Linked DNA regions of Oryctolagus cuniculus: region 2 is linked to region 1. The links are chromatin contacts, called in public Hi-C maps. All regions are on one chromosome and are shown on one strand. The core of a region is the stretch at or near the end of the contact, and the rest is flanking DNA. Distances in the headings are between cores, read along the strand shown. Region 1 overlaps LOC127491170 (a long non-coding RNA gene). Region 2 has its middle 420 kb from the start of DUSP6.

Region 1 (5,805 bases), core at 2,141-4,640:
TTTCAAAGCATACATTCCAAACTGAGTGGTCTTAAGGAAAAGATTTAAAAATGCTCTTTTCATAAATATGTTCATTTTCTTTCTATGATGTAACTTGTACCTTAATTTTCATAACAAGTTTCATAATTTTTAAAAGGCCTATTTTCCTTGGAAGAGTGAAAGGTAATAGCCATTTGCTGCTTCTCTGAGAGCTAGTGGGCCTAAAATGGGCTTTTCTATATTAATTGCCAGGTGCATCTTTCCCATCTCTATATTTCTGAAATAGCCAGCACTCGCAATAACTCTTTCAATGTGCCCTGAAACTAAAAATGTAAGCACATGGATAAACATGGCACTAGTCACATTATACTGATGGCACTTTTAACCAAATCTTAACAGGTGTTACTTAACATACCAGTATATCAGAGCATGCCACTTAAAATATAGTTCTAAAAAATGTGTACACATTGAAAGAGATGTTCTTTCTAAGGCAGCACCACAATTCCCTTAGAATTTATATCATACAATATGTGTAAAATACAAACAGAAATCTGTTGCCTTGTGATTCACATGACTGCCACAATTGCTCCTCATGACCATTGCCTATATAATTATTTTGCAAATAATGAAGTGTGCTAAACAAATGAAAGAATCATTCATCAAACCCCAAGTGGTTGTTGATGGAATTTTCACACTTATTTAACTTGATTGAAAGGCCAGAATGCTTGGTGTACCCATGATTCTTGGAGAGCTTGTGTGATTCAAATAAAAGTAGTATTTTTATGTTATTATTAAATTTTCTTCCTATATATGGAGTAATGTGAGAGTTCAGAACCAGTTGTGTTGCCTTATAATAGAACTCTGGTGTTGAGGCCATGTCTATAAAAGAGTATCTAGACTGCTGAGCTAATATTAATAGGTGTTCCACCGTGGTTAGGATAACGTTAGATTGAAAACAACTGATTGTGCTTCTTAGTATCCAATTTCCTTATGCTACTCTCCATTCACACAGAGTTGCACCAAACATTTCCTTGTAACTTCTTGGATTAAATAACCTGACATATGAAGGATCTAATTCCCTCCTTTATTTCCAAGGATTATTTGATTGATTTTTGCGCTATTTCCAGTGTTCCCTTTTGCAGAGACTGGAATGTGGGATTGCTAGAAGTATCCTTAAAGGAAATCATGAAGGTCATTAGATCCTAGGCAGTGAATGCCTTCATTCAACAAGGGCATGGCCCTCCTTGGCCTGCCTGCCCTCTAACATCAGCAAGTTCCCCCAAAAGGGCCTGCACTTTAACTTGGTCTGAACAGGTCACATTTCTAAAATACTTAGCTGTCTCAAATGTCCCTGGTCGGCAGCACTGAGTCACTAATGCCACAGCCACTAGTTTCAGGCTAGACTGACCTCTTTGGAGTTTTCAATGGAATTATTCCATGTAATCCTATTTACACAGCCATTTAATCAAAGCGAGAAAGGAGATTACAGAGCTCACATTTGTTTTGCAAAGCAAGGGTGCAAGGATCATCAATCCTACAGACTCTCAAAGTGACTTGATAGCACATCGCCTGGCTTTGGAGTGTTGGACATTAACCTGATCTATCTCCTGTTGTCTTGTTTAAATAGGAAGGTCCAGGCGCTTTTCCTGAACTACGTAAGACGGCAACTTCCCCATCCAGATCTCCCGGGGGCCATTCAAGGGAGCAGGTGCTACTATAAAAAGGAACAGGTTCTCCCCTCCCTTGCTTATTATGCCACAAAGCAGAACGCTTGTCCACACCAAGCGATTACATAAAACTTTTCTTTCGTTGCAAGAATCTTTAGCATTTGCATGTCATGGTGATCCCAGGTGTGCCCTAAAAACTACTCTGCTTGCAAGAGAGAGCAGATGGGCACTGTGCTTCTCTAGTGTCGGAGAATCTGGGAGAGCGCTCCGGAGAGGACGACCTCCACCTCCTTTTAGCCAGGCTAAGTTCCTTCCCTTGCCCTTTCCACACCCACACCGGCGCATGCAAGAGGCTCCATGTCCTGTGCACGTTCCCACACCTAGACATCGATTTAAAATACGATGCCAAGCGGGTGACTTAATAAAGCACGTCCAGTAGACGGGTGCCTTCATTCTAAGCTCTTTGCAGAAGTCTCCGATTCCCATTACCCCCACCACTTCCACGGACGGCTTCCACACATTTGAGACATTGCAATCTTCGTTATAGCCTCTGGGGGGTGAAAGGGCAGCCTTATCCAACCGGTGGCAGAAAACAAGGAGCCTTTCCTAAGAGGGGAAGTGAGAAGAGGGAAGAGCCGCCAGGGGTGAAAAGAACTGTGCACCGCGGCGCCCCTTTCTAAATGAGCCGTATATTTGTGTTAAGGGGGAGAAAAATCTAATTGTACCCCTGGGCAGTGCTTCACCCACAGCACTTTATGCATCATGCACAATTTAGCAGCACTGGGAATTATCTCAATAACTATCATTAGAGGTGCCTATTAAAAAAAAAAAAACTTTCTCTCCTTTGTAATGGAACAAAGTGCATGTATGCACTGTGGAGGTATCAGCTCCTCCGGAGCTCTCCAGAGAGCCCACCCAGAGCCGCAGACTAGGCAAACGCCGCCGGGAGCCAAGTTTCCCGGGCGGGCTGGGCAGGTTCCCCTCCCCGCCGAGCGCAGCGGCGTTGGAGCTCGGAGCTGGCTTCGCTCCCGAGGCGGCGCCGCGCCGCGCCGCGCCCCGCGCCCACCTGCGGGCTGCACACATAAATCCGGGTGCGACAGCGAGCGAGGGTGGCGCGGGGGGAGCTGTTTCATAATCTCCCCGAAGCCACGGGAAAATGTCTCCCGGGCACAGACGAAGCCTTCCAGTGATAACTTCGGGGCCAAAAAGAGCCGATCGTTCCAACGGAGGGAACTGCGCTTTCCGACTGACAGTTCCAAACTTAGCTGCTGGGGCTGCAAACTTGCCACGGGCTCGCTCTCATCACTCCCAGTCCTTCCCTTCCCGGGCTCACCCAGGCGCGAGGAGGCTAGGGCTGGCACAGCACGCCCGCCTCCCTCCCCCGGACCTCCTGGGCTCAACGGGCGGGCACAGCCCGGAGGGTCCCGGGTGCGGATTCCGGGGCGCGCCTGCCTCCCAGGGGGATCCGGGCGCGATTTTCTTGGAAAGCCTGCGCTGTCCCCGGCGCGCCCTACTCACTTGTGTCTTCTTCATAAGGAAAGGCAGCGCTGCGATCCAGCCCAGGCAGCGGTGTGGCGACTCCGTTTAGCTGCTCTGGAGCTCCAGCATATTGCACGAGCAGCGGCGACAGATAGTCCAAGCATTGGGTAGCCCGAGCGCAGCGCCCTCTCCACGGCCCGTGCTGTCCGCGGCGCTCCAGGTCCCGGCGCGAGGCGGCGAGTGAAGCCCGGGCCGCCGCGCCGCCGGTGCTTTTATACAGCGCCCTCCCGCCTGCTCCGGACACGCCTCCTTCCCTTCCGGAGCCCCGGGGAGGCGAGACGCTGGCAGAGGCGCGGGAGGCAGACCGCGGGGCCGGACCGCAGCGCTCTACATGCCTCCGAAGTTGCGCCGACCGAGCCCAGCGCGTCCCCTAGCCTGGGGTCCTCGGGAGCGCACGGGAGGAGTGGGTGCCCTGGGGGCGAAGCTTAGCAGCCTGGCGCAGCGAGTCCCAGCCGGGCCTCCCGCTCCTCTGGGACTCACCTGGAATCGCCTGGGACCAGGCGAAACACCTCGCGCCTGGAGTTGCCTCCAGCTCGCTCGGTGCTGAGAGGATGCAGGAGCGAAGTTCAATGGGTTCTGAGCAAAGAATCCACTGCGCCCAGCCTTGGGGGGTTGGGGGGAAGTTTAATTAAGATCTATAGGTAGGCCATTGTCTTACCTCCTCTATTAAAAAAAAAAATGACCATTCATTTAGTGAATGAGCATTTGATAATTAAAGGAATTGTTTCAAGGTTAAGTATTGCTAACAGGCCGTTTCAGAATGCTTTACTGCCGTGTGTTTAGAAATTAAGATTCAAAGCAAGTGGTAGGGGTTACGAAACGTGCAGTTCGCCAACGCGGCAAGGGTTTTGGGAGCTGTACTTTGTGCTGGAGACGTTTTCACAATTGGAAAGATCATGCAACAGTGATAGTAATAATAGCAAACACGAGGGTGTGGTGCATGGATTTACATATCATAGCCTCGGTAAAAGATTTCTATGTGAGTTATATGAAACATGTATTTAAATATAATACACATTTTTACAGAAGTTATTACATCTTCCACAAACCTGCTGTATAGATTCAGTTATTTTTATTCCCATTTTACGGATGACGAAACACCCTTAGGTTAATTTTCCCAACCAACCAAGCTAGTGAATGGCAGAGCTCTAATCTAAACCCGGAGTCCTGGCTGTAGGTCTTCTAAAAAGTACTTCCGGGGGCAGATTTGACTTAGGGCTGAAGACACCAATTAGGAACCCCCTTCCCACATGGGAGCGCCTGGTTGCATAGCCAGCTCAGGCTCCTGATCCAGTTTCCTGCCAACGCAGCCCCCAGGAGGCAGTATGTAAAACTTGTTCTCTGCCACCCATGTGGAGACCTGGACTGAGTTATCAGCTCCTGGCTTTTGCCAGCCCAGCTTCTGCCATTGAGAACATTTCAGCTTTATCTGATTTTCTCTCTCTGCCTCTCAAATAAATGAAAATACTGCTCCTAGGCTTATTCTTGTAAGTGGAGAACATAAACATTTTATTAATTTGTAAGAAGAAAATAAATATTAACTTCAGTAATCATTTGGAACAAGAATAACACATAAATTCAGGAATTATTTTTACAAGACTCTTGAACTTAATTCCAAATTTGCCTGAATTAGTTCAAGTGTTATGTTAAAACTATGCCAAAATTTTAACCATGAGAGAAGTAGAAAGTAGGTACATTTATAGTTCACTGTATTAATAGTTCACTGTATTTATAGTTCACTGTATTAATCTTCCACTGCTCTTATAAGAAATTACCAGAAATTTAACGGCTTAAAACAACACAATTTTTTTCATAGAGCTAGAATTCGAAAGTCCCAAATGGTTCACCCTGAGCTAAGATCAAGATGCTGGCAGGGGCTGCAATCCATTGTGGAGGCTCTAGGGGACAACTAATTTCTGTCCCCCCGAGGCTATCCTCCACAGTGGCTCCTTCACCTCCACAGTCAGTAATGGCCAGTTGGCTCTTACAGCAAACCACTGTCACTGCCTCCCTTCTCTATTTGTAACGGGATTTGTTAATAACACCGAGCCACCCAGGTAAATCAAAATAGTCTATTTTAATTTTTTTAAAAAAAGATTAATCTGTTTATTTGAAAGCCAGAAAGAGAGGGAGAGACAGAGAGAGTTCTCTCATCTGCCGGTTCTCTCCTCAGATGGCTGCAATGGCCAGAGCTGGGCGGATCTGAAGCCAGGAGCCAGGAGCTTCTTCCAGCTCTCCCACATGGTTGGCAGAAGTTGGAACACTTGGGCCATCTTCCTCTGCCTTTCCCGGGCCATCAACATGGAGCTGGATCAGAGTTGGAGCAGCCAGGATGTGAGCAGGTGCCCATATGGGATGCCATCTTCACAGGCAGTTACTGGCCATGCCACAGCTCGGTCCCCAGTCTCTACGGTCAGTTGATTAGCAACCTTCACTCCACCTGCAGCTTAACGCCCTCTTCCTGGGCAATATGTTTCCAGATTTCAGGAATTAGGACGCAGATGTCTTTGTGGGGCTGTTCTGCTGGCTTCAATACTCAACAAACAAGTGCGGGGAGAACGGGAGTGGCAGCATGGATTCAGTATGTAACTGTGCAACTCCAAGTGACGTGGGAGTTTTC
Region 2 (5,805 bases), core at 1,931-4,430, 390 kb after region 1:
TGCTCCACTACTGATCCAGCTCCCTGCTAATGTGCCTGGAAAAGCAGCCAAAGATGGCTCAAGAACTTGGGCCTCTGCACCATATGGGAGACCTGGAAGAAGCTCACGGCTCCTGGCTTTGGCCTGGCCCAGCCCTGGCTGTTGTAGCCATTTGGGGAGTGAACCAGCACATGGAAGAATTTTCTGTTTCTGCCCCTTGATCTCTCTAATTCTGCCTTTCAAACAGATGAAATAAAAATCTTGAGAAATGAATTCCTTCTTTCCCATTCCCCACCACTTCTACTACATGACTCATTAGATGGAAGCCCAAAGTGGCAGGAGTTGGCAAGATGTGATAAAATTCATGGCAGACGCTCCCACTTCCTTACCTCTGCAAAGCTGCATAAGACCTGCTCTCCCAGTACAGGCTGCTATTCTCTGGGCACAGGGAGGCAGCCTGTCGGGTTTTCCCAACTCGACAATAAACCTTTTCCCTTAAAACAAAACAAAACAAAACAAAACAAAAAACACCACAGCAGAAACATCTACACCTGCATTTTACTTCTGAAAATTCTTTCTCAATGTTTTTCGCAGAGAAGAAGTGAAAAGTTTAATTCAAAATCCGAAACCAAACAATGGCTTATTGGATTTGTCCTCCCCTTGTAATGAATAAAAACAAAGAATATCTAGAACCAAAATTCTTTGCTTCACATCTGATAAACAATACTCTAGCTTAGTCACATGCTTATATGTGTTGTTTACATAGTATATTAGAATTGCTCATCTATTGACTGTGTATCCCATTAGGCTCTAATAGTCTTGAATATAAGATTTTTAACCTGTTAACTGCTGCATCCCTAGAAAAGCACAATGCTGCATTACATGTCGTCAGAACCCATTACATATTTATTAAATGTATCAACAAGTCTATGGAAAGACCACTTTGCAGTTGTATAGAAGTATGATGAGAAGGAGAAGGGTAGGAATATGGATGGTGGGAGCAGGCGAGACTGGGAAAGCATGGAGGAAGGCAGCAAACACCGACCAAGTCACAACTCGAGTTTTCTGAAACCAAGTATCTCTTCAAGACGCAACTTTAGCAACGTGTCTATTTTATTTTCTAACTCTGACTCACCTAATGAGAAAAAATAGGGAGAAAAACCTAGAAGACTTTATACAAAATATGAAGATGATGCTGGTGAAGAGGCCAAAGCATACAGAGAACAAAAACACTGTGTACCCTGAGAATGACTGATAAAGTGCTTCACTTAGGTGCATTTTCCCATGTGCACCTGGGAAAGTTTTATCTAGAACAAGTATCTAGAAAAACTCTGCTGAGAGACAGGTTTAATGATAAATCATCCTTGAAATATTTGCTCATTTAATCTAGGGCTGAGTTTGAGTGAGAGGAGATTGGTGAGACTACTGTTGGCCTATGCAAAGCACACATGTTTATGAGAACACAGAACAGATCCAGAGATGTTCCCCCGTCCCTCCACCACCCACCACACTTCCCCCTCTAATTCCAATACTGCCAGTCAGACGCAGGAAGCAATCACATGTTTATCCTTTCTTGCTTCTCTCCTTTCCACTCTTCAGTCATTCCTTGAACACCTACTATACACCAGGCACTATCGTGAAGGTACAGATGAATGAGTCAGCCTCCTTCAAACCTTTCCTGCACATTCAAAGACACAACTACACAGTAACAAAAAGGAAGGTACAATGTGTTACAGAACAAATGAGCAGCCAGTCAGAATGGGGCAGACAGAGGAAGAGTAGTGAGTATTCTAATGTTTGGGATACTAATTAATTTGGGCCTGTAAGAAAATGATTTCCCTAATCAGACTACAAAAAACATCAGAAATACAATTAAGGTTACCAGTGAGTGCATTAGTTTCCTAGGGGAAAGGACAGTTGCATTCTTAGTTTTTTGCACCTGTCAATTCTGTAAGATTTCCTCTTGATGATTACATAAGTTTATGTCATTGCAGTCAAGATAGCATTATGTAGGTCCTGTTAGTCAGACAATAACTAGTCAGATGCAGTCACTTTCCAAGCTGTTAGCATTTCCTTACTAACTTCTTCCCGTGATATTCTGATATCATGAAGCAGGAAACAGGAAATCTAACTTTTGTAATCCCATAGGATTCTAGGGGCTCTGAGGTTGTCCCTTTATTAAGAGAAAGACAAGATTATATTCAAGTTAAATAAAATCCAAGTACAATTCAATTCTTTTTAGGTACAAACACCTCTCTATGGCATTTTCATTTCAATGTTGTTAATGAGGCGTGAAGAGCTTTGTTCCTTTGTCACTCAGGAAAACTTCCAGGGGAATCTATCACTCTTTCTCTAATTAGAGCAAGAGCCAAAAATTATTTCCAAACAATGAAGTTTACTCAATTCTTTTTGGGGAAACGGGTTTAATTATTTTAGAGACTAAAACAATAAACTGCTCTTGAAATAATTGAGGTGACTGTTAATTCTTTAATGTTTCTGATACATCTTATCAGTTTTGCAGTTATTACATTTATTTATTGATTTGCACAAGAGATATTTACTGAACACCTAAAGGCTTTTGTGAGTGGAAAAAAAAAAAAATCAATGTCTCCAAGGGTTACATAGTATGTTAGGTCCTAGGAACTACTGACACTCTAATTTAATCAAGTATTGGTTGATTTGTTTTCTATTCCACTAAAACATATAATAAAGATCTGTTACTTATAAAAATCCTTTCTAATAGAGATATAATGTGGACCCTGCATGTAATATAAAATATTCTAGTAGTGGTTTTTTAAAAAAATTGGCATTTAGATGTTTTCCTTACCTTAATATATCTCAATTGTTTTAAGCATGTAATCCAAATAAAAATATTGAGACATTTTTCACTCTTCTACTAAGTCTGCCTGAAATTCAGTGTGTATTTTACATATACAGCAGGTCTCAAGTCATGCTAGACACATTTTGAGTATTCAGTTGCCACGCAGAACTAGTAGCTAACATAGCTGACAGCTCGAGTAACAAATAGAGACCCCTTTAAGAAGCCGCCTGAAACTTGTTTACAAGGGGTTGCTTTTGTTTTTCATTTACGTCAATGTGTTTTAAATTATCTTGTTTATGGAGCGGAGAGTTCTTAATACAATAAGTTATCACAAATACCAAGTGCAGTGACTGTTTGGCCTTGCACAGAGGAAATGCTACACTCTCTGGGCTCCTGGACTTAAGGGTGGGGCCTTGTTATTCTGCAGAACAAGCCAATGAAAGCAGTCAAGTCTGAATTCAGAGCCAGAACGAAAATAATGCCTGAGCTGAACTTCATTGTTTGGATGAGGAGTTCGGAGACTTACGCATAATCCAATCACAAACTGCTTTTACTGAGAACCTAACAAAGGTACCGTTACTCCCTGGAATTAGTAGTTTCAGTTACTCAAACCCGTTTTCAAACAACTAGCTAAAACATTCCAGGAGCTGTCAGTTTCACTTTAGGGAGAACTCAAGGCCAACAATAAATCAAGTCCCTTTGTGGTAAGGATCACATCAGCCTTTAATGAATGCAAAATTATTGGGAAAGGATGAGTCGATGGGGATGAGGGAAATGTAACCTTCTGATCTCTGTGCTGTGAATTTTTAAGCAAAGTCACCCTGGTAACTCAAGATATCAGAAAATACTGGAATATATGACAGAAGGGTCAGACCTAGGGACATTGATTTATGTGAGCTGTGTGACAAGGAGCATTTAAATTAAAATTGTTGAGCTTTAAATCAATAATACCAGCTTATCTCTGGCCATTCTTATTTACACCTTCAAGTCTACCTGAGCCAGTATTTTTCATGCTCAAGATATTGTCTTCATTAGTTGTTGTTCTATATCTCATGTACTAAATATAAGCTTTAATATTTGGTCTTCCAGAAAAAAACAAAACAAAAATACTGTGTCCAAACAACAACTGGCTGCATTTTGAAACAGAACTTCAGAATCTAATTTTTAGCCATCCTCCTGGTGCTGCCTGGCTCATAGATTCAAGAATGGAACTTTGGAGACCAAAGATTCCAATGCATTCCAATTTTCTAAGTGACAGTTCCTGATAGAATATTGGCGCAACATTGCTAAATTCTCCTGTGCCCTGAATAGAGCAGAGTGTGAGAAAATTGCCAAGGTCATCTGCATGGTCCCCAGCGAGCCTTAATTAAATGCCCAAATCCAGAGGTCCTGTGCTAAGTAGGTAAAAGGTAAATGTCATTATCTCATCCATTTGGGGGACTCCCCAGGATTCTATGACACATTGCTCGTGTTTGAATTGTTGTTATCAATGACAACACACAAAACAGAACCTTATGCAGCACAAGATGTCCTTCCAAGCAATAGACAGTGAGCAGTTTGTAAAGTGAGGCCAGCCTTACACCAACCACGCTCCCTCCCTAATTATTCCTCAAGCTTATTTCCCAATATGACTTCTCATTTCCATAACCTATTTTCCTCTTCACCTTTCTACCTCTCTGCTCTAGTTTTTAATTTTTCCCTTTATTACTCTGTAATGTGAAAGTACATTATGTCCCTAGATAGCACATTTTATATATTCAGGTTAATATTAGTAGACTCAAACATTCGTCTTTAACCACCATTGATCCCTGAAGCAATCCTGAAATAGCAATCCATTTCAGCCGAACTCTAGTCTAGATGCAAAGCCAAGGATCCCTTAGCTATAAAAGGACTAGTCACTGTATTTCCTATTACTCATTTTAAAGACTATCAAACCTCAACTATATTCATAGTGTCAGAGAACATGTAATCAAAAAGACTATCTCTTCCTTTGCACTTATGGTGAACGGAATACTTAAGGAAGGTAGTATCCTTGAGCAGGGAGCATGTTCTCAGGTTCAAGTCTCTAACTTGATATTGACTGTGGGATCATCCATCATTTATTCATTCAGCTTCACAAAACCTATGTTTATCTGTAAGTTGAGAATAATTACCTACAACAGGGAGAGTAAATGAGGTAATACACAGTTCCTTGCACATGATGCTTCAAGAAATTAGTCATGTTATTAACAATACATTGGCACTACCATATGTAAGTCTTCACCAATTGGAAAACACATCTCCACAAAATCCATCTGTATCCAAACTATAGTCCCCAAAAATGATCAGAGGATAGATGCTGTGGCTGGGAGTGTTCTTGGTTATCCCAGTTCAAATAGGAAACACCAAAGAAATGCTCCATTTTTTCCCTTATTTGCCAGGTTAGTGCATTGAATTTAGTTGATGAGTCCTGAAAGTCTATGTTAATCAGTAATCTCCTCCATTATATTCTCTTGATATTTGCCAAGAAGGCTGAGTCACTGATCTTTAGAGGTCTTCAGAATTTTCCTCATCTTGATTTTGCTAATTGCATCCCTGTGGTATTGTGAGGAGGGTCCTGGGTTATCTATTTTTCCTGTCAGTTGCTGGAGTTAAAGCCTAATCACATTCAGATTTGATTTATTGACAACCCTGCTGTATAGATGATGTGTCTATCATTATATCCAAGGTGCACTCTTTTTATAAACTGCCATTGCTGCCCAGGGTCTTGATCCCTAATGGGGATCAGTGGGGAGGGTGAAAACATGTTGCCATTCTATTTCTTGGTTTTCCTCCAAACTTTCTATAAAGAGAAAGTCTCCTAATCTATTATTTGGTTACTCAGTGACACAATATAAAAAAGCTATGGTAAATGCTTAATCTACTCTTCTTTCCCCATTTTTAAAAATCATGAGTTGATATTCTACCATTCTGGATCAAGTACATTTTGTTAATGGTGGTTTTCTTGTGTTTTCTTTTTCCCCCCA

Evidence for each region. Hi-C and Micro-C count contacts between places; a contact is called where the count stands out from the background.
Region 2: a contact with region 1 is called in a Hi-C map of an unstated tissue, with 3 times the contacts expected there. The contact joins two enhancer-like sites. A contact is called at or near these places in 2 of 6 Hi-C or Micro-C datasets (ear pinna and an unstated tissue).

What each region holds. Positions count from the first base shown.
Region 1 is chr11:91,182,336-91,188,140 of mOryCun1.1, forward strand. All of the region lies in intron 2 of LOC127491170 (a long non-coding RNA gene), which reads left to right. Among named protein-coding and RNA genes, the nearest start is that of KITLG, 34 kb to the left of the region's middle. Within about 2 kb of position 3,391, at least 6 of the 8 cell types and tissues checked have an H3K27ac peak or open chromatin away from gene starts, as enhancers often do.
Region 2 is chr11:91,575,976-91,581,780 of mOryCun1.1, forward strand. No RefSeq gene overlaps it. Among named protein-coding and RNA genes, the nearest start is that of DUSP6, 420 kb to the right of the region's middle. Within about 2 kb of position 3,181, at least 2 of the 8 cell types and tissues checked have an H3K27ac peak or open chromatin away from gene starts, as enhancers often do.